7 separate regions of the Mus musculus genome follow, and all the other regions are linked to region 2. Evidence: chromatin contacts called from public HiCAR-type, HiChIP or PLAC-seq and promoter capture Hi-C data. All regions are on one chromosome and are shown on one strand. The core of a region is the stretch at or near the end of the contact, and the rest is flanking DNA. Distances in the headings are between cores, read along the strand shown.

Region 1 (4,099 bases), core at 71-2,570, 1.6 Mb before region 2:
CCCCCAAGCTTCTCTCCTTTTAATACCTAGGAGGCAGGGATGGGCAGATCTGTAAATTGGAGCCAACCTTTTGTGCATATTGAGTTTTAGGCCAGCAAGGGCTATATCCTGAGAACCTGTTTTTAAAAATGGACTGGAAAAGTTCCTCAATTGTAAAGTCACCTACTGGCAAGTATGCTGACCTGAATTTGATATCTGGGACCCACATGTTGGAAGGAGAGAGCTGTAGGTGCAAACCATGGTTAGTATGTTCACCCATATGAACAAAGCACATAAATGAAGATGTTATAAAGAATTTAAAGGTCTTTAATAAACTACAAATCTTTCTTGAGAACCCCACAAGCGTGCTTTTGGGTATGTTTTATTTTTTCCTGCAATGACTTCTCTCTCTCTCTCTCCTCTCTTTCTCTCTTTCTTTCTTTCTTTCTTTCTTTCTTTCTTTCTTTCTTTCTTTCTTTCTTTCTTTCTTTCTTTCCCTCTTTCTTTTGGAAGGGTTTCCCTGTGCAGCCCTGACTGCCCTGGAACTCACTCTGTAGACCAGGCTGGCCTCGAACTCAGAGATCTGCCTTCCACTGGATCTCAAGTGCTGGGATTAGAAGTTTGTACACCACTTCCCAGTAGGCTTTTTTTTTTTTTTTTTTAAATGAAGCCCAGCTCTGCTTCTTACTGGCTTATCCTGAAATTACTTTTTCTTCTGAAACCAAGGATCTGGTTTTACTTGAACTGAGGTTCGTAAAAGATTAAGGGAATTCCTCAGGCTTCTGTGGGTGATAGTGTGGGCCTGTGTCCGCTCCCTGCTGCTAGCAATGCTAGTAACATTGCATGGTGAACATCTTTTAGAGACACTTTCTTGACACTGAAGCATATTTGTTCTCAAGACCTTCACCCAAAGCTTTACAGTGCATTTCAACAGACTTCACTTGTGACATTAATTGGAACAAAGGTAACCACCGTGCTGTTTGGAAATACTGATCACCACGTGGTCTACTGGGACTATATGGATACCAGTAATTTTTAAATAACTGTATTTGTAAATACAGATTCAAAGGCTTTAACAGCTAGGCAAGTTGTTGGTAGAATGTAATCCAAGGCTTTTTGCAGTGGGCATCCACTGGCACTGCCATCTTTATGGGTGAATTTCCAGCTCTGGAGACAAGGCATATTGACATTTAGCTTCATCACGTTGTCACTGTTCCAACTAGAAACTGGCACAAAAACTATCGTGTCAAAGTCTTATCGAGCTTCCTTGTCAGGCTCTGACTTCATGAACGATTTCCTCATGTCCTGTGGATGAAAGGTGACTCTGAGGAATTCATGTTGTTTACGTTGGTACTTAATTGTTTCATACCCAGTGCATAAGCCAAAATGGTGTTGACACAGGTCTACACATTCTTAGAGATTCCAGTTTCAAATCTACCTATGCCAGCAGGCAGGAAAACACAGTCAGCATGAGATCACCTGTTATAAAATGGTTGGGATGAGGTTTCTGTGTGCTGGGGCTTCAGTGCTAGCCACACATCTGCTGATCTCAGATTTCTATAGCTGTCCATCAGATGTCTAGTAATGGTGAACGTCTTCATATCAGTGTCCCCAGTAATGGTGAAACTGATGAGAGCCCTTTTCACTTCCAGCTTTGACTTAGTGGGAGTTTTCATAGAAGTTATGTTTCAGCAGTAAACTCATTATTTGGAGTAGAAAGTTGCTGCCAGGGTCTGGAGAGATGGCTCAGCAGTTAAGAGCACTGGCTGCTCTTCCAGAGGTCCTGAGTTCAATTCCCAGCAACCACATGGTGGCTCACAACCATCTGTAATGCAGTCCTTTGCCCTCTTCTGGAATGTATGAAGACAGATCACTCATATGCATATAAATAAATAAATAAATAAATATTTTTAAAAAAGAAAGCTTCTGGCAATGTTTTTTAGATTTTATTTATTTTACATGTATGTGTACACTGTAGCTGTCTTCAGACACGCCAGAAGAGCGCATCGGTCCCATTACAGGTGGTTGTGAGCAGCCATGTGGTTGCCAGGAATTAAACTCAGGACCTCTAGAAGAGCAGTCAGTGCTCTTAACCATTAAGCCATTTCTCTAGCCCCAGTTGTTGGCAATTATAAATATACTAGCTACAACATGTTTATAATTTCTAAGAAATTTAATGTTGCCACAATATTTAAAAAATATAGTCCCCATTTAATTTTTTTCCACCGGCCTCCAAAAGTATAGTATTAAAAGATTTAGACTCAAGAGTCTATCAAGGGTCAAATATGATCTTGTTTCTCAAAGATGCCTAGTTTAGCTGGGCATGGTGGTGTAGACCTTTGTTTAACCCTAGCACTCAGGAGGCAAAGGCAGGAGGATCTTTGTGAGTAGAGACCAACCTGATCTACTTAGTGAATTCCAGGATATATATATCTACTATGTAGATATATATTACTATGTAGAAAGACCCTATCTCAAATGAAAATCAAAACAAAAGAAAAACAAACAAACAAACAAACAAACAAAAACACAAAATTTAAAAAACTAATGAATCTATCACTAACACACATCTATAATTTCTAAGAGGATCATAATATCCATTGTAAGGTTGTAGCAACAAGCAGAATTTGCAGCTGCCTTTTGTTCCGTTCCGTTCCTCCCTGGCAATCCCTCTGTCAACAGCCTCCTTTCATCCTTATAGAACTGTGAGTACTGTGCCTCACTGAGTAGCTCCACTAGTCTCCTCCACTCTTTCCCTCCCTCCTAGATTAGAGACCTGTGCTCTGGAAGCCAGGTCTTCCATAATGAGTTACTTCCTAATTTCTGCATAAAACATCCTGCCGTAGCTTCTTGCAAAAGCCCCAGTGTTTCTGTATGTGGCTGTACCGAGGCTGTACAGGGCACAGTATTCATTTATAACTTTTCCTTTCCTTTTAGGTTGGGGTAGGGCAGAAATTAAAGCTTGTGTTCAACTCTTTATCTTGTTATTAATCAGTTTTTGTTTGTTTGTGTGTGAGTGTTTTTGAGATGGGGTTTCTCTGTGTAGCCTTAGCTATCCTAGAACTCACTCTATAGATCAGGCTGGCCTTGAACTCAGAGATCCTCCTGCCTCTGCCTCCCAAGTCCTGGGATTAAAGACATGTACCACCACCGTCTGGCTCAGTATTTTTCTTTAGAGGCACCATAAGTGTATTAAATAAGTCTTATTTTTTCATGTAAATAAATGCTCCGCTGGTTAAGACAACTTAGTATGTAACATACTCGCACCATCTAGTGGCCAATATGAATTTAGCATCACTGGCTTTGAATCAGACAGAAGTCTAAACTTGGAAGAACTAGAAAACATTGTTATCTATGTTTGTGGTGTCTCTGTGAACAATCTTCCCAAGTAGAAGAGTATCATGAGACATAAGTGTGGTGTCACCAGCCTGTTAAACCAGCACTAGGAGATGGAGGCAGGAGAATGCCAAGCAAGTTCCAGGTCAACATGGGCTATATAGTGAGACTGTTTCTAAATCCCAACCCCCAACCAAATCCAATCTCATTGGGTAGCCCAGGCCTTTATTCCCAGCACTTGTGATGCAGCAGAGGCAGGGGGAATCTCTAAGTTGGAAGCCAGCCTGGTTTACAGAGTGAGTTCTAGGACAAACAGGGCTACACAGAGAAACCCCATCTCTCTCTCTCTCTCTCTCTCTCTCTCTCTCTCCCTCCCTCCCTCTCTCTCTCTCTTAAAGAATCATCTCTACTCTGTGACATCTACACTTTCATTTATTTTAGCATCTATTTAATTTTATCTTTTGTTTTGAGGCAAAGTCTTTATGTGCATGTAGTTCAGGTTAGCCTGAAATTTGCCACCCATGTGCCTCTTGCATGTTGGGATGACAAGCCCATGACACTGTGGCTAGCTTCATTTAACTCAGTGGCTATCTGAAAAATATTCCTGTGAGACAGAAGATTATCTTATTATTCTTTTGTGTGGGGAAAGGCAAGCCTCTTCTTCCTTCACAACTGCCTTGTCACTGAAGGAGGATTGTAGTGTGTTCCTGCTTCCTTTGAACTGTGTTGTTTCAGTAGTCCAGAGCCGACCTTTCCTAGGAATGAACCAAAGGGAAATTGGCAG
Region 2 (3,793 bases), core at 757-3,256:
TTATATTATATATTAATACTTATCATTATCATCTCAGACATAACATGCCAATTATTTTTTGACTTACATCTTCAGTTATTTGAGTTTAAATTTGTATATACATTAATTAGTTTGGTGAATATGCAGACCACAGTCATGGTTGTGGAAATCTCAAATATGTAGCCAGGGTAGACATGACCCACTGGGAGGATAGATAGCTGAGAACTGTCTAAGCAAACACAGAATGAGGTCAGGTCCAGAGGGCATTACCCTGGGCATTTCATTAAGACACAAGTGACTATCATTCAAAAGAAGTCCAACCTCCTTCAACAAGAAGTACAAACTGTCTATACTATCATAGCCATTTTTACTTAGATTTCTAAAGGCAAAAACAAAACAAAATAAACAAACAAACGAAACAAACAAACAAACAAAACCCAAAAAGCCAAAAAGTGGATTAGAGATACTGGCAGCCAGCCTCTTACCTGTATTTTTGACTTAGCCATTAGACTTGTCTTAGTTAGGGTTTCTATTGCTTTAATGAAACACTATGACCAAAGCAAGTTAAGGAGGAAAGGATTAATTTGGCTTATACTTCCACATCATAGTCTCTCCCTGAAGGAAGTCAGGACAGGAACTCAAACAGAACCTTCTGCTGGAGGCAGGAGCTGATGTAGAGGCCATGGAACAGTGCTGCTTACTGGCTTGCTCCTCATGACTTGTTCAGCCTGCTTTCTCATAGAACCTCAGACTATCAACCCAAGGGTAGCTGGGCCCTCCCCAACAGTCATTAATTAAGAAAATGTCCTACAGCCTTGCCTACAGGTTCATTCCATGGAGGCATTTTCTCAACTGAGGCTCCCTCCTCTCAGATGACTTCAGCTTGTGTCAAGTTGACATAAAACTAGCCAGCACAAGACAGTAATCTATACTGTGGACAAAGCCAAGGAATGTAAACTGATGGTCTAGGCCCTTCATTGTAGTACAGCTGATGCTGAGTGAAAGATTAAGCCCAAGGTGGGGTATGACCACTGTGCTGGCAACTGCACAGTGTTAGTCAGGGGAATGCAAGGTAGACAGCAGGCTATGCATAAACATTCCAAACGGTATCTCTCTGACACAGTCCCTCTGCTTCCCCATCCCCCATATTTGGATCTCTTTGGAGGGCCCAAGCTAGGAGTCTAGAAAACACTCAAAAGTCCTCCTCCTTTTTCAAATCCCAGGTGCTATTGTTTAAGCAAGTCCTCATTTAGTCACTGGATCTCTCCTTGGTGCGATAGCTCCAGCTTTGAGCCTCTCACTTTCACTTCTGCGGCACGCTTTACAGCTATTTAGCACCTAGCCTTGCTACACTCAAAATTCTACTGCAAAGACTCGGCAAACCTAGAAATGTGGGGTAGAAGGCTGCGCTGCCAAATCAAACTTCTCAAAACAAACCTAGTGGTCTCTATACTCTGCTGGACATCTCTGAATGGCTCCTCATTTAGGATGTTCGTGTTTCTACTTTACTCGACTTTCCTCTTACTCCAAGATCAGTATAAACGTGTAATTATAAACGTATAAAACCCAGAGGAATTCAATAACTCTTTCAGCTGCAGTCACCATCCATCCACCCACATGATTAGTTTCTGTCCACCTAAGGAAATTCTCTCACCCATATTCAGAGGTGAGAGAATTTGTCCTCTTTTCTAGTACATAAGTGTCAGGTACATCATATGCTGTTCCGTCAGGTCAACTTAACAACTCTTCATGAAGAGTTGGCGAAGTGAGGGAGGGAGGACTGAGCTGGGTTCAGGTCAAGCCTTCCACCACGACTTCTGCACCACCACTTCCTACTGGTTTTAAATCAGATGTTAATGAGAACCCGGTCGCTCACTCCCACTCCCGACCGGATCTATACCCCATCGGCAGAACAGAAAGGCAGCACGGGAGCCCGGCCACCACGTGAGCAACCGTTCACGTGAGCACGGAGAGGCGTGGCCCGAGCAAGTCACGTGAACACACGTGATCACGTGAGTGCTGCCGCTGCCGCTGCCGCCCTGCCTTTGCTTCCTGCTCCGTTCCAGGCTGCAAGCTGATGGAGGACGAGGATGGGGAAGATCGGGCGCTGCTTGGGGGCCGCCGCGAGGCGGACAGCGCAGTCCATGGCGCCCCTCGCGCTCTGTCCGCGCTCTGCGACCCCAGCCGCCTGGCGCACCGGCTCGTGGTGCTGTCGCTCATGTGCTTCCTTGGCTTCGGTGAGCGGGGCTCGGCTGGGGCAGATGATAGAGGGATTCCAGGGTTCGCGCTGCTGCCTGGGCTCGGGAGCCCGCTTTTTCCAAGTGTCTGGAGCGAGGTGACGTTTGTTCCTCCAAGCCCCGGTGTTCAGCAGCTCCTCCCTGGGGACGCAGATGAGAAGGAAACTCAGATCTTTCTCCCGGAGAGCTGTGCTCCCGAGAGTTTCAGAACGTTGCTGGGGGAATTTCAGAGCGTGACTAAGTCCCTCTTCCTCCCTCCCCAGGCGACCCCTCCCATTCCCCAGTGCTTTCCTTTGTATTCTTTTAGAGCTCGGATCCGCTTTGGATAGTGTTCACTGCTAAGTACACCTTAGTAGGAGTCTTTTCTTACCTTTCCTCTGTGAGACAGCCTTGCAGGACCACACTTGTTAAGTTGGTTTCACTTATGAAATCTGATCTGGCGCAAAACACTTTCATTAGCTACTTTTAAAGACACCCTTCCCTCCCGTGTTACAGTTTTTAGTTTACATTGAAACTGTTCGGATTCGTAACAACTGGCTTGGCTTGAAAGAGTGTTTCAGGGGGATCAGATTCAGAAATACATGCACCTGGTTTATAAAAGATACTTTGGGCTTCGGTTTCTTTATTTTTGAGAAGATGGTACTCATTTGCTTTAAAACGTATTGAGCTGATAGTGGTGGCGCCCTTTAATCTCAGTACTGGAAGACAGGGACATGTCTGTGCGCTAGAGAGGCCAGCCAGGGCTACAAAGTGAGATCTTGTCTCAACCAACCAACCAACCAACCATGGTATTGAATTTCTTATAAGCAGTTAAATCCTGAAGGAGAAGTTTCTAGGTTTAGAATCAATAACCAGTAAGCATAGACAAAACACTTGAAGAAATTGTCCCTACTCAAGTTGACAGTTTATTTTTGGTAGGTAGATTGGGCTGAAAGTTTGGGTTTGAGAAACTAGAGCCGCCCTGTCGCTAGCTGCCTTCTCCACCTTTGGACCGCTAGCTTTGTGTATTTACAGAGTCAGCGGGGAAACAGGCAGTGTTACCTTGGGGCTTCTTCAAGCCTGTCAGCTTTCCCCGCTCCCAGGAGACATTGCCAGTTTTCATTTGATCCCTTAGACTGGCGCTTGTGTTGTTCTTGTTTCTAGCCCAGTTTTCACTCAGTTATTTGCTCCTGGGTATTTTTGTTTGTTTTTGTTTGTTTGTTTGCAGGATCAGGATCTATATCAAATACTGGTTTGGTTTGAATCTCTGAGTTACCTCTGCTTTCAAGAAAAGTGAGGACCCAGCTAACGTGCACCTGTAGAGGATGCTTGTAGACTTTTTTTAAGTAAGGGAAATGCAGCGATTTCATGAAGATGTTAATACAGTGATAAGCATGGGAAGAAAGACGGAAACGAAATGATTAAAAGCAGTTGATGTTGACCTCTTTATCAGGTTTCTGGTATATGCTGTGTATGCACACCACTACCTTGTGGAAGTTCTTTGGAATGGTAGATCAGGAAGTGGTGTAAAACAAACACACAAGCAAGAAAAAAAAATCTGTTGTCATAGTGTCAGCCATAGTAAACCTTAAACACCT
Region 3 (4,026 bases), core at 155-2,654, 1.3 Mb before region 2:
AGAGAGAGAGAGAAACCCATCAAAAAATGTCACCAACCTTGAAGTAGGAGCTGGCTGGGTAGGAGCCGCAAGAAGCCAGAGAGCAAGACAGTAGTTCATGTGACCCAGGCCAAGATACTTGAACTGCCTTTTATTAAAATGGGAAATCTGAAAAAAACTCACTCCTTACAAGTGATTAAAGCTGTGGGGTGGGGGTTAAGGGAGAGTGAGTTCCAAGTGCTAGTCAAGTGTAGTGTCATTTCCCATCAGATTGCTCTTTTAGGAAAGTGGCACGTGAAGTCCAACTTGGGGAGGCTTCGTGAGAATGAGTTGTGGTACAGTCATTTGTTCGTGTGTCTCCAGCAGGCTTTCCTCTGAAGGGTTGGGCAGGACCGGTGAGGCCCTCAGCCCACAGGCACAAGCCACTTGCCTGCCTTGCCCAAGAGTTTCTCCCCCCAGCTTGAGATTCTTAGGGCATTTCGACATTCTTAAACCCCTGAATTATTCTTGGTAGCGGCACATTTAAGGGAGTTAAAAGATAAGCTTCCCACAGTCTTCCTGTTTTTCTTTTGTTTGCCCATTGGCGCTGTGTCGGTGCTTGAGTGGAGGCGCTGGCTGCTTGAGAATACCCTCTTGTGTTCTCCCAGAGGATGGCTCCTGAGCCCTTTCTGAGGCCCTTGACTGATTATTGTCATTTCTGCCTTTACCCGACACAGTGCGTTGACCCACTAACCAGCCTTCTCCCTCAGTCTACATACGCTCCAGATACACGCATGCGCACATGCTTGTAGGTCTAATCAACCTGGTTTCTGTCTCCCAAACAGTCCTACACAAAGGCTTAGCATGTCCAGTCCCACACTTTCATGGGTTTTCTTGTGTGGCTGGGAAACGCATGTATGTAAAAGCCATTTTTAAAAACAAAAAGCTGAGTGTCTTTCATTGATTTGAAGTGCACTCTGGTAAGGTAATAGATATTTTTAGAAACATTGCCCTAAAAACACTTTCCGCGCACCATGTTCATTTGGCCCTCACAATACTTCTGATCTGTACCAATGGACATCTGATAACAGGTAGGATGACCGAAGCTTAGAGCAACAACGGAGCATCCTATAGTCATAGTTACTCTCAGCTAAGATTTGCACCCAGACAGGCTGAGCTCAAAGGCATTCCTTCTCCATTCTGCTGTGCCTCTTTATCGTTCAGTGAGTCAAGTTTTCTAGAACCGAGACCATCAGCTTGACTGGCCCAAGTTCCCCTTCCTATCTGGCTGTGCGCCCATCCTTGTTTTGTAAAGTGTCTTCTTCCAGCACGACGGACGCTCTTTACAAAGAGGCTCAGGATTTGACCTTTGCTTAGTGCCTCTTTCAGCTTTGCCAGTGATCCCAGTCACAGAGCAGTTCAGTCCTACTAACCTTACATCTTCCACAAGGGGGCACTGTCTGACCATAAAGCTGTGGAGGTTTTGCCTGTAGGCTAAAATACAACCAGAGTCCCTCTAATGCTTTCATTCTGCTATAAGAAATGACCTTATTCAAGCTACGTGCCTCATTGTTATTTCACGGAGAGGAAACAAAAGTTTAAAAAAAAAGGAAACCATATAATGTTTGTGAACTGCTTTACCATAATTCATTCACTGGGTTTCTGTTAGACTGTATGGAATCCATTAAGCAGGATATTGAAGCTTATGAATGGGAACCTAGTAATTCCTCTTTAATAACATGAGTATCTTTATTTCTTAAACTTTATTAGGCACTTACTCAAAACATTACTGAAAAACGCTTGTTAATAATATGAATGATGCTTTTGATTCCGTTTGCATTATTACTATGTCTAAAGGCCCCAAACACACAGTCTGGATTATTCACAGAGGCTGGGGAAATGGCTAGCATCGGAAAGTAAATCTTTGTGCCTGCGCCTAATTCCATCTTGACACTTCTCACCAACCCTTGCGAGGAAGGCAGTGGTGCCCACCACACTGCTCTTTTTGTGCAGCAGGAACTAACACACGAGAGCCTTCAAGAGTGAGTCACATCTGAGGGCCACAAGTGACTGTGCTTGGCTTCCTACGGGAATAAGTGGGGGTGACGCGCAAGGAAATAACAAACATAAACATGAATTTACAGCCCAGTCTATTATGTCTTCCCACTGGCGGGACTTCTGAAGATGGGGCTTCTCCTTTGTCCTGGCCGATCTCTATAACCCCAATAGAAAAGCCAAGAAAAAATTTTGATTAAAGTTTGGAAATACATCTAAGAAACCTAATAAAACTTTGGAGATTTCACAGAAGAGTGATTTAGTATACGAGAACTGATCAGGGTTCAGGAAGATCCGTATACTTGAAAGTTCAAAGAGAACCTTCATCCTGCACGAGATGGAGGCTGTGGCAAGGAGGCTCGATCATGACCGAGGAGGCTCATCCTGCTGGTCTACCTCTGAGCAGCAGAGATCTCCATATTCCTGCCAGGAAAAGGAGCTTTCTGTGAACAAACCAGAAATCTAGATGGAAGTTAAATTAGAAAAAAAAAACATATTGAAGTTATTTTGAAAAACAAAACAAAACAAAACTGAATTGCTCTCATTTAAAGTGACTTGGTATATCTAGAGACACAGGGGACTCTGAAGGTCATCTCTAGTGAAGGCTGTCATGATTACATCTTCTCAGACCTCTCCTCTGACACACAGCCCATGACTCATCTAAATCCCTCCTTGAAAATTCTGTGGAGGAGGTGACCCGGCCATATCAAAGCAAGCAAATCCACAGTGGATCAAAGGGTATCTCCACAGCTCTGAGAAAGCCAGGCTCCAGGCTCCCTGTTTGCCTGAATCAAGGTGTGGTCCTGGTACCCAATTACTAGGACCAGGCACCTGAGAATCATCTCAACATCTAACCTCATCTCTTCCAAAGCTTGAATGCATTGGCCCCCTTGATTCCATACCTAAAACACATCTTGAAGTTTGCTATTTTCTCCCATCTCATGTTTCAATTTATTTGCAGAGCTCTTCACCTCTGGCCTGACTCCTGTAGCAGCCTGTAATTGGGTCCCGTTTCTGGTTTTTGTTTCCTTCCCTAACAATCTAGCCCTACACAGAAACAAAGTTACTATCAAAATATAGATTTGATTGTAATTCCTCCTGCTTAAAACCCTCTCATAGCTCACCGCATGCAGCATAAGATGTAAATCTGAACCCACAATCATGGCCCACAGAGGTCTGTAGATCCTGCCTTTTGTCTTTTGTCTAGTATGACCTTACTTGTTACCACACTACAGATTTAGTGAGATACAAAATTTTTACCCTACACGGCTTGTGATGTTTCTTCAAGACATCTCAGATCCCCTATCTAGAGGGCCCGTGGTCATATCCTAATTCCCCAATTACCTCCTTCCTAACATCTTCTCAGCGTGCAATTATTTTGTTTTTGTTTTTTCTGCTGGAGGATATTTTCTTTATTTACATTCCAAATGTTATCCCCTTTCCTAGTTCCTGCCGCTCCCAGAAACCCCCTATCCTATCCCATACCCCTTCTCCCTGCTTCTATGAGGATGTTCTCCCATCCATCTACTCACTCCTGCCTCCCTGTCCTCACATTCCCCTACACTAGAACATCGAACCTTCACAGGACCCAGGGCTTCTCCTCCCATTGATGCCTGACAAGGCCATCCTCTGCTACATATGCAACTGGAGCCATGGGTCCCTCCATGTGTACCCCTTGGTTGGTGACTTAGTCCCTGGGAGCTCTAGGGGGTTTGGTTTGTTGATATTGTTGTTCTTCTATGGGGTTGCAAACCTCTTCAACTCCTTCAGTCCTTTCTCTAAGTCATCCATTAGGGATCCCATGCTCTGTCCAATGGTTGTGAGCATCCACTTCTGTATTTGTCAGGCTCTGGCAGAGCCTCTCGGGAGAAAGCTGTATCAAGCTCCTGTCAGCATGCACTTCTGGCATCCACAATAGTGTCTGCCTTTGGTGACTGTATATGGGATGGATCTCCAGGTGGGGCAGTCTCTGGAAGGCCTTTCCTACAGTCTCTGTTCCACACTTTGTCTCTG
Region 4 (4,257 bases), core at 327-2,826, 1.4 Mb before region 2:
CGTGAAATTTGCAGGCAAATGGATGGAACTAGAAAAGATCATCCTGAGTGAGGTAACCCAGGCCCAGAAAGACACACATGGTATGTGCTCATTTGTAATTGGACATTAGCCATACAGTACAGGTAACTATGCTACAATCCACAGACATTGAAAGAACAGTAAGCATTTTTATCCAGTTCTTCCACATTGCTTTTTCAGACAGGGTCTCTCGTGGGCCTTAACTTGCCCAATAGGCTTAGCTGTTTAGCCAGGGATCCCAGAGGCTCTCTGTACTGGCATTAGGACCTCACAGCACCACATCAGGTTTCTTAATGTGGACTCTAGAAACTGAACTCGAGCCCACAGCCTTAGGAGAAAAGCACCTTACAAAGCTGTGGCTCCACACTGCCCTTTAAACAATATCGTATTGTCTCATATTGCCATCGCTTTCTGATGGCTTTAACGGTTTCAAACATACCCTGTCTTTAGCCGTGATCTCAAATAAGTGAAGCTCTTGAGCAGGGGCCTGATGCCTTTTGACTTTGTGTTGATTCATGCTTATGATGCCCTGTTCCCTCCGTGTCTAGCTATGTTTAACTGTGGATTCATTTTTATTGTGGTGGATGGTACATGCATGTGCATTCCAGATGCGTGAGGGCACTCAGGCCAGGAAAGCCACTCATGAGTCTCTGTCAGGAGCAGAGGAATTTACCTATGGAAATCCAAGAGGCAGCCTTCTGAGAGGCCTGGCCTGAGGGTAGTAGCCCTGCCATCATGATCAGGATGTGACTGGTAACCCTCCCCCTCCATCTCCTTTGTATATTGGAGACTTGTATCAGCTCAGGGGTATCCTCTGGGAGTGGTTCCCTCTAGATCTGTGTAGTTTTTTAGATCTTGCTTTATTTGGAGTTTATTCAAATGTTTTAATTTTTTATCACTATTATTATGACTTATCAACACCTATCTAGGTACTTTGCACTGGGGGAGGGGGCAGGTTTTACACACACACACACACACACACACACACACACACACACACAGTCACTAATGTAAATTTAAAACAGGACCTTGATAGGATATGTCAAGAATACCCAAGCACCTAAAGCCACTATATTCCCGCCCTCACTTTCCTGTTTTACTGGGTTTTGACCCAGCCATACTGTGTTTTTTAGTTGCTCCACCAGAGGAGTCAAGACTAGTTAGTCAAGATTGACTTCTAGAGTCATAAAAATTCTTAATGGGTTATTTTGGAGTCACGGAATCATTTTCTATAGCTTGGTCTTGAGAAAGTATCCAAAGGAAAAGTGAAAAAAAAAAGTTTTCCATAACTTCAGGGGTTGTGGAGTAATGAAAGCTCACACCAAATGCCAAAATGATAATTCGCCCTGTACCTCTGTGCTCCTCACCCCCCAAAGCGCTAGCACTTCAGGTTACAGCAACTAATCCTCAGGGGCACCAGAAAAGTCCAGCTTCCCTCCCCTTCTCCCCCTGACTCGCCTCTAATTAATCTGCCTGCAGTGTGGACCTCGGTGGTTTAACATTGTGCAACCTCTTCAGCTCCCTTGCCCTCCCACCCAACCCCCTCCCCCAAATCCAGGGGAACTCCCTCGCGCTGTGCCACCGACATTAGTCATTCATCCCGCTCATGCTTTGGAGCGTTTATTAAGGGCTTCACTCCTGCCTCACACTATCTCTCCCGGGCTCAAACTCGGATCACTGTAGAGTCTCGCTTCTTCCCCTGCGGCTGCGAAGCAAATTTCGCCTCTCCAGCAATGCACCTCCCTGCGATCCTGCTTTGTGCTCTCTGGTCTGCAGTAGTGGCTGAGACCTCGGATGACTACGAGCTCATGTATGTGAATTTGGACAACGAAATAGACAATGGACTTCATCCCACCGAGGACCGTAAGTTCATTTTTAACTCTCTCAGCGTATCAAAACTACATAACTCACTTTTTGGGGGGCGCGATTAACATAATTAACATAGATAGCCAATGAAGCAAGCTAAAATTATACTTTATTTGTGAAAGCAAGGACTGGGGGAAAAAAGGAAAGCAAGAAAGCAAGGACTATCTGAGAAAAGCCAGAGGTTTTAAATTATTTTTGTAACATTTATGATGAGTTAAGTTATACGAAATCTTTAACTGTTTTTAGCTATATTAATGGCATTTTCTCAGTTAGTTTAACATGTCCTATAAAGAATAGTCCTGTGTCATCTTTGAGTTTACACGCACGCTGTTTTCAGAGCTATCCTTAGAAGGAGAGCGGTTGCTGGGGACAGGCTGAAACTTGGAGTCACCAAGAGTGCAACCCATGGCCACCCAGGACAAGCTGATAACACTTGTGTGTGTCCTGCGTTCTAGCCACGCCATGCGACTGCCGCCAGGAGCACTCGGAGTGGGACAAGCTGTTCATCATGCTGGAGAACTCGCAGATGCGGGAGGGCATGCTGTTGCAGGCCACCGACGACGTCCTCCGTGGAGAGCTGCAGCGGCTGCGGGCAGAGCTGGGGCGGCTGGCGGGCGGCATGGCGAGGCCGTGCGCAGCCGGTGGCCCCGCAGACGCCAGGCTGGTGCGGGCGCTGGAGCCGCTGCTGCAGGAGAGCCGTGACGCGAGCCTCAGGCTGGCGCGCCTGGAGGACGCGGAGGCGCGGCGACCCGAGGCGACAGTGCCTGGCCTAGGCGCTGTGCTGGAGGAACTGCGGCGGACGCGCGCCGACCTGAGCGCCGTGCAGAGCTGGGTCGCCCGCCACTGGCTGCCCGCAGGTAAGCCCACGGTCGGCTCTGTCCCTAGAGGCAAGCTTTTGTGGGGACCCTCACACTCAGAGCCCCAGTACTTTTCATAGGCACACTCACAGAGCTCACACCACGCCAGGCAGGCTCATTGCCTTTTAAAAGTATTTCCAAGCCCGAGGAACCCAAAAGAAAAAAACGAGGATTTAAACCATCAGTCTGGAAGTTGACGTCAGAGGTTCCTGATACCGGATCCGACCAGATATTGAAGGAGTCCATTGGCAGGTGTTTAACAGTGACCCTCCTCGCTGCCCCGAGTCCCTCCGTTAGGGATTTCCAAGTCTTCTAATTTTATCCCGTCACTTTCTTTAGGCCAGCTCCTGTTTCCTCCGACTATTTCAGGGCCCTGGCTAACTTCAGCGACTTTCCCAGCCCCTTGGCCGACTCCTCCCCCTCTGCTCCTTCTGAGTTGACTGGAGCCTAATTGGATCTCCTGCAGACTCAGCAGAATCCCTTCAGGGTTCCCTCATCCCAGTTTAGTTCCACAGTGAAGGTCAAGGGGGGCATGCTTTATAAAGTCAGGCGCAGGAGTCAGAGGGAGTAGATGACGGCTTTATCCAGTCCCCCAGGACCACACAAGAAAGGGACTATTCAGACTGTGCAACTTGTCAAAGCCCCACATGAACTCCATAAAACTCCCAACTGATGAGGGCCCCTTTGGTATACTCTTAAAAGCTAACAAAACAGGAAGAACATTGGAGCCTAGTAATTCGGGTTCTTAAGTCAAATTTCTGACGGGAGCAGTGATGTTTTGTTGTAGATTATTCTAGAAAATTAGTGCCCTATGCAGACAAATAGCCCTGGTACTCCTCATGAGTCTCAGAAACAATGACAAGCAATACCACCCTATGCCATATTTCCAATGAAATGAAGCTTATTGGATGGGGTAGGAGGAAGGACACTCCAGAGCACAGTTCATTCCTTTATAGAAACTATCCTACAATCAGTCCCTCCTATCTACTTGAGCTATAGGGGTCATGCCCTTAAGTTCAAAGCACAATTCTTCAGACAAAAAGCATAAATCAACCCTAAAGCAAACCCTCTATGTGATAACTTTGTGACAATTTTAAATGCATGGATTTTTTTGTTTGTTTGTTTTGCAAGCTCTGTAGAGTCATGCACATATAATGTGCCCCTTAAAGGAAGAATTACTTTGTCTCCTCATCTGTTAGAAAATGTATACATTTCCGAATTCTAAACTGTTGTTGGTGCTTACTAGCCAATCATACTTGCACCTACAGTCTTTGACTGGTCCTCTCTTTCTCTCCTGCCAACTTGGTCCCCAGAGGACACCTAATTATGTTGTGGTCTGCCTCCTAAGAACCTGGTTTTCATTTTGCTTGGTCTCTGATAATATAATTACAAAGACTTATTAGTTGAAAGCCACTTCATGAGAGAGTTCCTGACATTTCAAAGACGTCTCAAGGGCCTCCTTCACTGTTCTGCACAAGAACCCCACACAATCTGCTAACATACTACTTTACGGCAT
Region 5 (4,223 bases), core at 74-2,573, 1.9 Mb before region 2:
TTTCTGTTCTTTCCGGAAGCTATCCTTTCTTTTTAAATTCTTACTGGGTCTACCACTACCTAAACTGGACTTTATATAATAATGAAAACTTTCTGTAGGAGTGCCACATGTGGCACTCCTACAGAAAGTTAGGCTTGTGGCTAATTAGCAATGGGATTTAGGATTGAGAGGGCATTTACAGTGGTAAGGAAAATGGACTCAAGGTGATGTGTAACGAAGAGGCATAGATGAAAGTGAATTATAGCATTTCCATGGGATTTCATCCCATTTTCAGAGGATTGCCTTCCTTTTTAGATACAAGTGCTCGGTAATTATTGTCCAAACTGTAGTTATGTGCCCTATAACAATACTTTTGGTATAAAATTCCTAATATCTAGTGATGTTAGTTACCGAGACATTTTGTGTAGTGTTCGTGGTGATGCTGTCAGAAGCCCTCTGTTTCTAGCCCTCTTGTATATATTCAATGATATACAGTACATAATACTAGTTACTCAATAGTAAGTAACTGTTGTTAGTTTCTGCATAATCTATATCTTTCATGACTTAGGGGAGTATTCACTATTTTCATGCGGTTATTTTCATACTAGTGATCAACCAGCAGCTCCAATAGATCTGGCACTATTTCAAATCACCTGTTCACCTTCCTCTCTCCAATGCCTTTTCTTTCTATTCATGCAAACTATTCTTTAACAGCAATTATTGTTCTTTTCTGCTAGGAAACCGTGTTTTCTTTAGTTACTGGAGGATCAGAACTTTGGACCTCAGATGCTCCTGGAAAAGGAGCAGACTACGAAGACACTAATCATACCAGTGGCCTGTGTTAGTCACCAAGCATCATCTCATCCTGCTTGCTTGTTGCGTAGTAGGTCATCAGTATTTGTTTTATGAATAAAGTATGAATAAAGGGAAGTCGTCAGTGTGTAAAAACAAGAGGCCTTCCATTACTTGAGTGTGCAGTAGCACGTCTCAGTAATACTTCATGAACTAAACCCGTCATCTTGACTTCTTTGGACCAGAATGAAATTCTAAGCAAGCCTTCCCCAGTCAATTCCACTTAAAAGCTTCTTTTCCTTCCGTTCGACAACAATGATTGCCCCTGCAGATGAGGCACATGGCCACCCACTTCCCGCCTCTTCATCAGCCTCGGCTGCCCGTCGTCCCCGCGGGTTCCAGAGCCCCATCCCCGTCCGTCACAGAACCGCGCGTAAATCCGCCCTCTCCTTCGACCCCCGCCACCCGCTCCAGCTTCCGCCTAGCTCGCTTTTGGGACAAATGATGCAAAAGAAGCTCCGCTTCCGCGTCGGCGGGGGCTGTGACGTCACCGCGCCTTGACGTCAGGCCAACGTGCAGCGCGGTCGCCCGGGAGACCAGGGAAGCCGTTTTACACCCTGCGGAGTCCCGGGCTAGGTGAGGGTCATGGCCTTCCTCAGTCCTCAGAGGACCCGGTCGGCGGGGACACAGTTCCGGCGCAGAGACTGGCGGCGCGGGACTGCGGGGCGGCGGGGGTCGGGAGGAGGAAGGCGGGAAGGTGGGGCGGCCTCTCGGCGCCCCAGGCGAGGCCTGGGCCAGCGCAGTCCGGTCGGGCGGTTAGTTTCCTGCAGTGACCTCCTGCTCTCTTGCCCCCGACCTGCCCTTCGGTGAATCACGCCCCCGGAATGGTACTTGAGGAAGGGCCTGGAAGCAGAACCTGAGTTAATGACCGGGCGTGACACCGGTGTAAGAATCGGAAATGAACCACCAAGGGCATTTCTGCGTTTAAGAACACGCACGTCTATCTCGTGACCAGTGTCACAGAGAAGGTTCTCAAACGCACGTAGCAGCGGCCACGTACCTCTGTACTTTTGCCAAGGACAGTTTCCACATATATAATGGGAAAGACCAAAAGGAACTTGTTTGGTTAAAATACTGAATGGGTAACTTAAAAATCACGTTTTCTTCTGCTAAAGAGCAAACAGCCCTACACTTCTTGAAAAGCGGAATTATATGTGGATTCTACTATTCTTTTCACGAGTAGTCACATCTTTATAAAGACCCAATGGACTTTTCTAATCGGCTTACAAGCTGTTTCTTAAAATATAGGCAATAACAAAAATAAACGTTAAAGAAAGTAGTACCCTTCTAGTCACCTTGGGAATTTTAGGTGCCCACCTCTTAGTTGTAATCATCAGCATGCATTGCTTAGCAGAAAAGCACCTAGTTATTACAGTCTGCACTCACAGTTTACATGGGTTTACAATAAAGTGTCTTTATATGAGGACAAGTTACACATGTTCTTGGGACGAATCCAATGAATGTATCTTGCCTGTAATCTTGTTACTATGTCTTGTGCGATGTGCATTGACATCAGTTTCTCCTCCACTTCGTTTTAGAGGTCTTTCAAATTTACCAGGGTGCTATTTTTAAATTTTTCTTTCATAGCCAGAAGCCTGCCACTTCTGGTGACATAGTAATATGTTAAGAGTAGTCACAGCGAAGGCATTAAATAATAAACATCCCACTGGTACCTTGAATTTATACGTTATTTAGGTCCATGCTTGCTAATACTTTTGTGGATGGCACTTTAAGAGGAGATATAGTTGGCTGTATAAGGGAAAAATATTCCTGTGGAGCCCAAGATACTATCATTTCCATTCACCAATGATGGCTTAACTGAAGATAATGCCTTCTGGTTTCTTGCCATGTGACTATGACAGTATATGATTATGTACTTGGTCACTTGGACCCATGTCCACATAATTACCATTACTCCCGTGGTTGGCCTCAGTTAATATTACCAAGCACACACGTGGGAAGACAGCTCACTAGTTTTGTTTGTTTTAAATAGTAGCTTATTGAAATGAGGGATATTTTGGGCTAACACAGGGTTGAGGAATCTCTCCTCCACTGATGGTTGCATAGTTTACAAAAATAACACCAGCATTATTTTTTCCTTCACTCTCTTGCCCCTAATTTAACTCAATCTTAGGAAGCCTTTGCTGATTTCCCATCCCCCACCCAAAAGATAGGTCATTATCCTCTCTTGACTCTCACATTGCCTGTGTTCTGCAGACACGGGCCTTAGACCATCTTTTCTGCTGTGGAATCTGTGTTTCTTTCACTTGAATCTGTTCCACTCAACCATTCTGGCCTTGACATCTTCTACCTCTCTCTCTCTCTCTCTCTGACATTTGGTTAGTACAAATCCATGTGTGTATTCATGTTCATAGGCACACCTGTGTATGCATGTTTTTGTATGTGTGGAGGCTGGAGTTTGATGCCCAGTGTCTTCATCACTCTCTACCTTACAGGACCTCTCACCTGAGTTCTGAACTGGTCAGCCAGCTCAGTGAGCCCAGTCGCCCAGCTTGCTTCTAGGATCCCTGTCTCTGCCCGCCAAAGCTGCTATTTCTACATTTATGGGTACTGGCATTACAGTGCGTGGGCTTTAATCAGTAAGCCGTTCTTAGTTCCCTTTACTCTTTCCGTGGACAGAGAGGCAGACTCTTCATCAAGAGTGGATTGGGTATTCTTTGTCCAATTTGGAAAAACTCTGAAGAAAGAAAATAATGTCTCTGTTGTCTGTGGTTTCATGAAAGTAATAAAAAAAAGTTTTATATTGAATTGTTGGTATTAGCAAATGAAAATCTGTTAAAAGTAAAATCTAGATAAATTTATGTGGATCTCCATCTCTGTTACAGTTGCTATGTTGTCTCTGATGCTTTGGTGGCTCTTCGGCTCAGCGCCTGGATTTCATAACTTAGTAACTCTATTTTTTGTACTCTATAATTTAAGCAAGCCTCGATGGCACAAGCATTTTTTTTTTCTTATCCTGCTGAGCTATAATACGATATTATTTGGTCTTGATATCTATAATTTTTCAGAACAACACTGAAATAAGTCTACTTAAAATCCTACAGTTACTCTGCTGCAAAACAAATAATTAGTAAAGCACTGTTATTATTTTACTATTAGTTTATACACTTCTGAAAGAAAAGGTATATAAGTCAATAATTGAAATATCTTTCTGTGTGAGTGGCTTAAAAACTAGCTGAGGAAACTTAAATTGTAGCTTCTACTGTGGAGTTGGAGAAACAAGCACCTTTGAAGTGTTTCTTGCCAGTTCGTCCTCAGATACTAAGAAAGTTTAAGTCATTTGAATTTCCTTGTCATTAAATGAATTCTGACTATGGCCATCAATGTTTTCAGGCTGTTTTTCTGCAGTGCTCTCTCAGTACGTTTGGGGA
Region 6 (4,195 bases), core at 407-2,906, 1.3 Mb after region 2:
TCTTGGGAGGCTATTATTTATTCATCAATTAGCAGGATTCCCCAAATACAGAACATACTCAGTATACATTCTCAATGTAAATTCGGGAAAGGAATGGGGGAGACTGAAAATAATACAACAGGCACTTTATCAGAGTCAATCTCTTGACTCTGACATTCCCCTATCTGGCTATAGCTTGAAAGCATTGTCGATTTAAGCTTTATGGACTAGGCCTCAGTCCTTCCCGCAGAGCACAGCCAGAGAATGCTTTGGCTTCACAAGAACTTAGCAAACGCCTGGGCTTAGGGAGGTTTCACAGACACTTCTCCTAGAAGAGAAAGCATCGTCGTTTTGAAGTTCAAGCAAAGCATGGTGTTCCCACCAAAAGAAGAACCAGAAGACTTTGCACTTAAGCTGGCCCATGGTTGACCTCCATTAACCCCACCCCATTCTGCTTGCTCTCCTCCTCTCTTCAGAAGAGAAAGCCTGGGTCATAGCTGAGTCTGTTCGGGCACTGTATGTCCTTTTACTTATTTTCTCACACCAACCTTGAAAATTCCCTATTAGTTTTCCTCGTCAGTGAGTCCTTCTGTGTAAGTGTGTCTGTTTTATACTGCCTCAACCAAAGCAGCTTTCTCAGGGGCTCCACCACCCAACAGATATATGCCCAAAGGGTCTGGATGCGCTGAGCTTTCCTCCAGGGGTGGGTGACATGAAGGGAAACGGACCCAAGTACTATTTGGAAACAAAGTACTTGTTTCCTTTAAAGTCAGATTTTGCAAACAAGAATAACCTTGAAAAAGACCTTCAGATCGCGCTCAGGAACTTGGCCAACCACTTACTGCTCCCCTCCGCCTTCCTACATAGGCTATTTATGCTGCAGGAGGGAGCCCCTGCACCCCACAATTCTGCTGTCCTCTTTGAGTACAGGAAAGCCGAGGGCTGGGTCAGGTGAGTCTCTGAGAACTAAAGGTCTTCTTTCTTCTCCTTGGTGAGCAGGGTCACCTCAACAGAGTGCTTCTCGGTCCCTCTGGGGCTACCTCTGTGGCTGTAACTTGAGCCTCTCCAAAGAATTCTTACCTGTTCTGGAGTTTCTTAGGGTCCGCGCTCCCCAACAACCTGGACCTACCTGTCAGCAGAACTATCCAGCAATTCCCACCCTAGAACCTTAGGGCAGCAATGGGGCTGCACTGGCCATTAATGGCCATCATTCATTTTTAATCAGAAAGATCACAAGAAAGATGGTAAGCGGAACCCGGTCCGAGTCAATTTAAATAATATTCCCGGGGAAATCCAATCACTTAAAACTGAGACACCTACGCTAGTGAGAGAGCGCGCCCCGCCCGTCTGGCGAGGAAGAGCGCGCCGGCTGAATTAATCAAGATCAAGGGGCTCCGGGGCTGAGAGCTCAGCCTTAACCCTTCCAGCGCCGCGGGGTACCCAGGTGCCGGAAGAAGAGCGCGGCGGGCAACGGCCGAGATGCCCAGAGAGACCCAGCGCAGGCCGGCTCTGTTCATCTCCGCGGCTCCGCACGCTTCTCCCGGGACCCTGGCGCCCAGGCGCTACGGCTCGAGGTCACAGGCTCCCGAGGCGGCGACAGCGGTGAGCAGCAGCCGCCTCCCGCAGCCTCGGCGCGCCCCGGGCTCCTCCTCCCGCCCCAGCGTGGCCAAGTGAGCACCGCTCGGGCCGCAGGTAGCCGGGGCGCGGGAGGCGGCGCGCGCGGGACCCATCGCAGCGCCGGGGCCAGACGGAGCTCCGAGCCTCGCGGTCCCGGACGCCAGCGGAGATCTGCGCCGGCCATGTGGGGTCCCGGGGTCACCGCCGAGGGCCTGTCGGTGGCTCCAGCGCCACCGCCGCTGCTGCCGCTGCTGCTGCTGTTGGCGCTGGCGTTGGTGGCGCCCTCGCGGGGCGGCGGGGGCTGCGCGGAGCTGGCGTGCGGTGAGCGGGAGCGCTGCTGCGACTCGGCCAACGCCACGGCCGTGCGCTGCTGCAAGCTGCCGCTCCACGCCTTTCTGGACAACGTGGGCTGGTTCGTCCGCAAGCTCTCTGGGCTGCTCATCCTGCTGGTGCTCTTCGCCATCGGCTACTTCCTGCAGCGCATCATCTGCCCCAGCCCACGCAGGTACCCGCGTGGCCAGGCGCGACCTGGCCAGGCACGACCCGGGCCTCCCGGGGGTGCGGGACCGCCGGGGACGGCGGGGCCACCCGACGACGACGACGACTCGCCCGCTCTGCTGCGCGACGAGGTGGCCGCGGGCTCGCAGGACTCACTGTTGGATAGTGGCGGTGGTCGGGGCCGAGGAAGTGGCGGACGCCTGCCTCCCTCCTGCGTTTCGGAGCACGAGCTGCACGTGGTGTCACCGGTGTTTCTCCAGCTGCCCAGCTACGAGGAGGTCAAGTACCTGCCCACCTATGAGGAGTCCATGCGGCTGCAGCAGCTCAGCCCAGCGGAGGTCGTGCTGCCCGTGTCGGTGCTCGGCCGCCCGCGAGGCGGCAGTGCCGGGGACTCCGACGGCGGCCAGGTCCGTTTCCCGCTCATCTGAGTTCAGGGAGCCTCATGGGGATCGCCCGGATCCTACAAGGTTGGGGGCTGCGGGTGGCACGCAACAGCTGGTGTGTTGGCGGCCGCCACTGACTGCCTCTGACCACACCTAGCATCCCCGTACAACCTGTAGCCCCGCGCCTGGGTTGGGGTCAGTCCCCTCCCTCTCGCTTCCCGGGGAATCTGTGGTTTTCTATGTTTCTTTGGGCTCAAGGCTGGGCAGCTCGGCGGGGCAATGGCTTAGGACTAGCCCCCAGCTCTTCTTGGACGGTCGTCCCCGCCCTCTGCCATGCCTCCCCTTGTGTTCACTGTAAGTGCCTGCTTCTCCAATCCAAAAGAACAGGTAAACCGTTTGGTGTGTTTAGAGACCAGCGGCTTGCTTTACTGTTGTTAAAAGGGAAGGAGCATAGGTCCATTCCTTGCTCTCCTGCTTGGACCGGTCACGGTCTCCCAGGACATAATGGTGAGGAGCCTTTGGCTCTGGACCACGACCAGTGACTGCTGCATGCAGTCTGTAGAAGCAGCGCTTGACTGTGATGCGATCCCTTGAAAAGGACCCAGAAAACCCTTTGGTGTCTTCCTGGCTCACAGTTTTGTTGGGGAAGGGGTACCATGATGGATGGCTTAGTGGCTGCATCTGTTCAAGATGTCCAGACCGTATTTGTAATGTGGTACCAGCGGACTTTGATTTTTCAGTATGTAGACTGTTTATCTTTGTCCTTTATTTTTATATTTTGTCATGCATTAGACAGTTCAACAAATTGACAAGATAATCAGTTTTGTTTTAGGCCAGTTACTGTCAAGAAATCGCCCACGTGCTGTCACTGTTTAATACAGTGTTGGACATCATTTCATTAAGCGGAGGTCAGGGTCAAGCAGGAAATGTGACATAAAAACATGAAGGATATCTTATTTTCACTATTTGAGAATATATTTTATTTTTAGTACTGAAGCATAATACATAACTTTTTATAATAACTGTGTACATTATGTAGCCTGGCTCTGAACTGTATCATTCATCATGGAATCATGTAAAAGGAATATATATATATATATACCACACCATGTAGCAAGATGGCTTGCCTGTATTTCCTTCTCTATTTTTCATCTGAGATACATTCTGCAATGTGATTCTAAACATAAAAATGGACTAGTAACTTTCATTTAAGTCTGAAACTTTTCAGTAATGTCCAAAGATGGATTCACCCAACCTATGTTTATTAAAATTAAGTGGTATCATTTTACTAGATTTACCATTCTGGGACATTCCCTTTAAGGAAAGGGTAATAAGACACATTTTAATGCATCATGTATAATGTACATATGGTAATGTCTGTGTACACTATATACATTGTATGCCATATAGCTGTGGTGGCTTACGGCTAGCATGGGAGGAAAGGGTGGCAAGAAGTCCAGCTTCCTCTGGAGAAGCGTGAAGTATACCAGTTGTCAAGAAAGATTACCCACATGGGTCTATGATTGAAGAAGCTGGGTGGGCCCAAGAAATCTCCAATTAGCTGGTTTGGATTTTTTAAAATGATTTGATTACTTTTAACTTTTAAAGGGTGATTGAAAAAGTCTGATGTCCTGGGAACTTTTTTAATGTATGGATTATAATAAAAAGAATGGTTTGCTTTAAACTTCTCAAAGCTAATGACCCTGTCATTAAAGAAA
Region 7 (3,863 bases), core at 488-2,987, 1.5 Mb after region 2:
CACAACCACCTGAAATGGGATCTGTTGCCCTCTCCTAGTGTGCATGTGAAGACTAATGTGAAAACAGTGTGTCTACCAATATACATAAAACACAGTATTCAAAAAATAGTTTTTCAAAGTGAAAATATATTTGATGGAAAACATTCAGCAACATATTTGCAATGTCAGTATATATATATTACCCAAAGTCAAAATTTTACTTTTTACCAGGTTAAAATACAGGACCTTGGCTCACTAAAAATGTAGATCAATGTGTAATACTGGGCAAAAAGGAATAAAGGTAGCTTGAATAATAAATGCAGCGTGCAAACGTGTAAGGCAATACCATTTTGTGTGCATGACTTAAGACGTCCACACATGCTTATAAAATGTCTGTTAGATAAAAGTGAAAATCTTTTAGCCAGGCAGTGATGGCTTTGGCTCCAGCACTTGGGAGGCAGAGGAATCTCTGAGTTAAAGACCATCCTGGTCAACAGAGCAATTATCCAGGACAGCCAGGGCTACACAGAGAAACCATGGTTTTTTGTTTTTTGGTTTTTTTTTTTTTTTTGGGGGGGGGGGGAGAATCAAACAAAAAACTGAATACCTTTTAGATTAGGTCATTTCTCACTTTATGCTTCCTCCATAAGATGGTTAAAATTTTATACACTTCCAATATACATCTTTTTTTCAAGAGATTTTTCAATCTTTCATCATAGCCCAGGAATCACACACTCTAATATCCTGATGTTTCTTCGTATCCAGTTAACTTCCCAGAGCTTACCTGGTCTGTCAATCTCCTGATCTGGACACTGGGTGTACTTTATCTTCTCCAACTTTTCCAGGATCCTTTGTTATTCTAAAAGTAAAACAATTTAATGTTTCAGATTTTGCCTGCAGTAAATATTTCATCTTTAAAGTCCCAACCATTTCCACACAAAGGACTTTTTACAACATAACGAATCTCTGACTCTGGACAAGATTAACCAATGATGGGAACTAAACACTCATAGTTTGGTTTGGTGGGTTTTTTGAGACTAATTTTGTAGTCCTCACTGACGACCTGGAACGCACAGGAGAGCTTGCTGCCTCTGTCTGCCCCCATGCTGGGGTTACAGGCGTGCACGTTCATGCCCCGCTTCAAAGTTTTATTTAAACTCAGCAAGACGACTAGAAATATCCTCGCGCGTAGATATCCCCAGCTCGAAACTACGTTAAATTATTCCCATCAACACATTGGGTGGTCTCCGAAACGCTGCAGGCCTCAGTTTTACCTATGAAGGTTCACATCTGTACAATGGGCATAAGTCCTACGTGAACTCCAAACAAAGAAGTGGCTCAAAGATGGCAGTCACACCCTCTTGTCCAGGATGCCCAGGGCTCACTCGCCCCGCGCGGTGCTGCGGGATCTGCTAGGCTCACCTACCGGCCCTTACGACCTCAATCCCGCCGGTAGCTCGGAGCGCCGCTGCTCCACCCGCGAGCGCGCGAAGCGAGGAGAGGCGAGCGCACGCCCTCCGGAGCCCAGCCCGCCTCCCCATCCTCAAGTCGGCGGCGAACGCACCGGGGCCGCGGGCGCTCGAGAAAGAGGGGCAGCGAGCCGCCTCCCCGGCGGAGCCGCGTACTCACCGCGAGGCGGGCGAGGCGGGCGAGGCGGGCGAGGCGGGCGAGGCGGGCGAGGCGGGCGACGGCGCGCACGGCGAGGGCTCCCGGGCAGCCTGGTGCGGACACTGCGAGGCGCTCGCCCGAGTCTTCAGGTGCCCGGCGGGGGCGGGGCCGGCGGCGCCGCAGCGACTTTCAACCGCGCCGCCTCCGCCAATGAGAGAGCGCGGGCGGCCTTTGAACACCAACGGCCGAGGGCCAGGCGCCTGCGCACTAGCGCGCGGCGCGGAAAGCGCACGGGCGGCAGGGGTCGCGCCTTGGGGGGGAAGGGCTGGCGCCAGGACCTCGCGAGGGCGGGGATGCGCGGGTGACCCGGCGGCTTCTGGAGGCGGCTGGCTGAGGGACTGCTTATTACTTAGGACCACGCCCGCACGGGATGGTTCTGGAGCTGGCGGCGCGCAGGCTTCTTCCATTGTTACCTCACAGGTTCCTTGTTCAGTCACCGGCTGGAGGGCTCGGCGCGCTCGCCCGCCCCCGTGAGGCTCCGGTCCTCCAACTTAGGCGCGCCTAAGCCTTCATCTGTGTCCTCCCTGTCCTCTCTAACACGCTGGGTCAGAAAACACAGTAGTGGCTTTTCACTTTCTCGGAGAAACGCCATTCCAGAGCTCAGACCGCTCTCCGCTCCCGGCCGGTGTGAGCTACAGAGCAGATTCCAAGTCAGCCTAAGACTCACAGCAAGACTTGACCTCGGAGACAAGATGGAAAGAGGGGGCGTAGAGGAAGGAAAATGGATTGTGCCTTCAAGGAGTGTGCTTTACAGGTCCATAGAGTGCCCGACCCTGCCAGAAAGTTCTGTAACCAAACATGGGGAAGGGGCAGAGAAGAGGAGCCTTAGCACTAAGGCAGCTCCACGCTGACCGGCAGCGCTACTCAGGATTTATGAACTGTTATTCATGCGCTCTATAGATGATAGTGTTGGTCTGGAAAAGAAAGACTAGAAATTACAATTCAAATACAGGCACCAAAGCGTAAAAGTCGTAAACCTAAAAACCTCATGTGTTGGGGCGTCAGCCTTCGAAAACTTTGGGCTGAAAAAAAAAAATCAGCTGCTTTGGGTGTCTTCCATTACGATATACACACTCCCAATACTCCCTTTGTGATAGAGTATTGAGAAACGGGATAAAGGATGGGAAATACGTGGTTTTGTTACAGGTATAATATCGGAAAGATGATGAACAGAAATGTGACTTCTGAGCTGGGGGTGTAGCTCAGTTCCAGTGCTCGCCTGGCGTGTTCAGTTCCCACCATGGAAAAGCCAAACCGCTGAGCGCACATTAACATCTTCTTGGCGCTCCTCAGACTCCTTGCTTGAAAACTTTTTGTCTTGAGCTTTGAAACAGAAAGTCAGCGCTGGCTGTTCTTCCAGAAGACCCACACAGCAGCTCACAACTGTTGCACGGGAATCTGATGCTCTCTTCTAGCCTCCCAGATCACTAAGCAAGGATGTGATGTACGCATGCATGCACGTTACAAACCACACATTAAAGAAATAGATAAACGGGGTTTTATTTGTTTTTAACTGACCAGAGGTAACAGCAGTTAAGAGCACTTACTATTCTCAAATTCAGTTCCCAGCATGACTGTGGACCCCTCACAACTGCCTGTAACTCCCGCTCCAGGGGATCTAAGCTCACTCTTGACTGGCTCTGCAGACACACACAGATGGCATATACTTACACTGACAATCACTCGTACACATAAAAAATAAAAATAAAAACAGTAGAAGCTTGTATACTGTCTTAGATAAGAACAATAAACTCTTGAGGAATTACAGAGCGAACATATATTTGTATTAGAAGGCAAGTTCTAGGGCTGTTACTAAAAGATACTAAAAAGATGGGGACAGACAGAAGCTAGTAGAAGCTAAGGATTACTTCAAGGAGCTTGTTAGGAAACGTTCATTGTAGCCCCATCTAAGTCTCTGGCCAGCAAGGATACTTTCTGGTTTTCTTATCTGAAGGAGAGTCTTCCCACAAGAATCTGTTTGCTGCAGACAGGAAAATGCAGGCCCGCTGGTCCTGGCTAACGTCAGAGTTCCTCAAGTGATTTCAGCTGTAGTCATCCGCATACCAACCCCACCTAACTTGAGGCAGCCCTTCACTCTGTGAGAATTAGCACAAACTGTAACCCAGCAAATGGGTTTCATGCCAGACAGTCATGGCATACAGTCTTAATCTCAGCTTCTGGGGGCAGAAGTGTTGGTTCTCAGGAGTTAGTAGACA

Evidence for each region. Promoter capture Hi-C pulls out the DNA fragments that hold promoters and counts their contacts. HiCAR-type assays count read pairs that join an accessible place to other places. HiChIP or PLAC-seq counts read pairs in DNA pulled down with a chosen protein or histone mark.
Region 1: a promoter capture Hi-C map of liver shows a contact between it and region 2, with 3 times the contacts expected there. The contact joins the enhancer-like site here to the promoter of Mfsd1 in region 2. A contact is called at or near these places in 4 of 39 promoter capture datasets (hippocampal neurons, liver and pre-B cells) and 1 of 115 datasets of contacts at active chromatin or transcription factors (astrocytes).
Region 3: a contact with region 2 is called in an H3K4me3 HiChIP or PLAC-seq map of embryonic limb bud, with 5 times the contacts expected there. The contact joins the enhancer-like site here to the promoter of Mfsd1 in region 2. A contact is called at or near these places in 12 of 39 promoter capture datasets (the 3T3-L1 cell line, 3T3-L1-derived adipocytes, the C10 cell line and 8 more), 2 of 484 Hi-C or Micro-C datasets (cerebral cortex and neural progenitor cells) and 4 of 115 datasets of contacts at active chromatin or transcription factors (the NIH/3T3 cell line, differentiating embryonic stem cells, embryonic forebrain and 1 more).
Region 4: a promoter capture Hi-C map of hippocampal neurons shows a contact between it and region 2, with 5 times the contacts expected there. The contact joins the promoter of Ptx3 here to the promoter of Mfsd1 in region 2. A contact is called at or near these places in 5 of 39 promoter capture datasets (3T3-L1-derived adipocytes, embryonic stem cells, hippocampal neurons and 2 more) and 1 of 115 datasets of contacts at active chromatin or transcription factors (astrocytes).
Region 5: a HiCAR-type map of astrocytes shows a contact between it and region 2, with 2.5 times the contacts expected there. The contact joins the promoter of Lekr1 here to the promoter of Mfsd1 in region 2. A contact is called at or near these places in 1 of 39 promoter capture datasets (pre-B cells), 1 of 115 datasets of contacts at active chromatin or transcription factors (astrocytes) and 1 of 9 other capture datasets (liver).
Region 6: a HiCAR-type map of astrocytes shows a contact between it and region 2, with 5 times the contacts expected there. The contact joins the promoter of 1110032F04Rik here to the promoter of Mfsd1 in region 2. A contact is called at or near these places in 2 of 39 promoter capture datasets (the 3T3-L1 cell line and stem cell-derived epiblast-like cells) and 2 of 115 datasets of contacts at active chromatin or transcription factors (astrocytes and embryonic hindbrain).
Region 7: a promoter capture Hi-C map of liver shows a contact between it and region 2, with 5 times the contacts expected there. The contact joins the promoter of Trim59 here to the promoter of Mfsd1 in region 2. A contact is called at or near these places in 4 of 39 promoter capture datasets (the C10 cell line, hippocampal neurons, liver and 1 more), 2 of 115 datasets of contacts at active chromatin or transcription factors (astrocytes and embryonic forebrain) and 1 of 9 other capture datasets (embryonic stem cells).

The regions. Positions count from the first base shown.
Region 1 is chr3:65,987,936-65,992,034 of GRCm38.p6, forward strand. It overlaps the pseudogene Gm19024. Among named protein-coding and RNA genes, the nearest start is that of Ccnl1, 32 kb to the left of the region's middle. Within about 2 kb of position 1,321, at least 27 of the 459 cell types and tissues checked have an H3K27ac peak or open chromatin away from gene starts, as enhancers often do. A contact at or near this core is called in liver, where this site is marked.
Region 2 is chr3:67,580,762-67,584,554 of GRCm38.p6, forward strand. Mfsd1 (major facilitator superfamily domain containing 1) reads left to right here and starts at 2,007. Exons shown (of 16, transcript NM_025813.3): 1 at 2,007-2,216. The coding sequence starts at 2,057.
Region 3 is chr3:66,330,652-66,334,677 of GRCm38.p6, forward strand. No RefSeq gene overlaps it. Among named protein-coding and RNA genes, the nearest start is that of Veph1, 36 kb to the left of the region's middle. Within about 2 kb of position 1,405, at least 9 of the 459 cell types and tissues checked have an H3K27ac peak or open chromatin away from gene starts, as enhancers often do. A contact at or near this core is called in embryonic limb bud, where this site is marked.
Region 4 is chr3:66,218,311-66,222,567 of GRCm38.p6, forward strand. Ptx3 (pentraxin related gene) reads left to right here and starts at 1,577. Exons shown (of 3, transcript NM_008987.3): 1 at 1,577-1,881; 2 at 2,340-2,741. The coding sequence starts at 1,752. The region is part of intron 4 of Veph1 (ventricular zone expressed PH domain-containing 1); the gene reads right to left.
Region 5 is chr3:65,664,905-65,669,127 of GRCm38.p6, forward strand. Lekr1 (leucine, glutamate and lysine rich 1) reads left to right here and starts at 1,324. Exons shown (of 13, transcript NM_001166659.1): 1 at 1,324-1,407; 2 at 4,186-4,223.
Region 6 is chr3:68,867,930-68,872,124 of GRCm38.p6, forward strand. 1110032F04Rik (RIKEN cDNA 1110032F04 gene) reads left to right here and starts at 1,657. Exons shown (of 1, transcript NM_001167996.1): 1 at 1,657-4,195. The coding sequence starts at 1,779. The coding sequence ends at 2,522.
Region 7 is chr3:69,043,005-69,046,867 of GRCm38.p6, forward strand. Trim59 (tripartite motif-containing 59) reads right to left here and starts at 1,738. Exons shown (of 3, transcript NM_025863.3): 1 at 1,609-1,738; 2 at 764-838.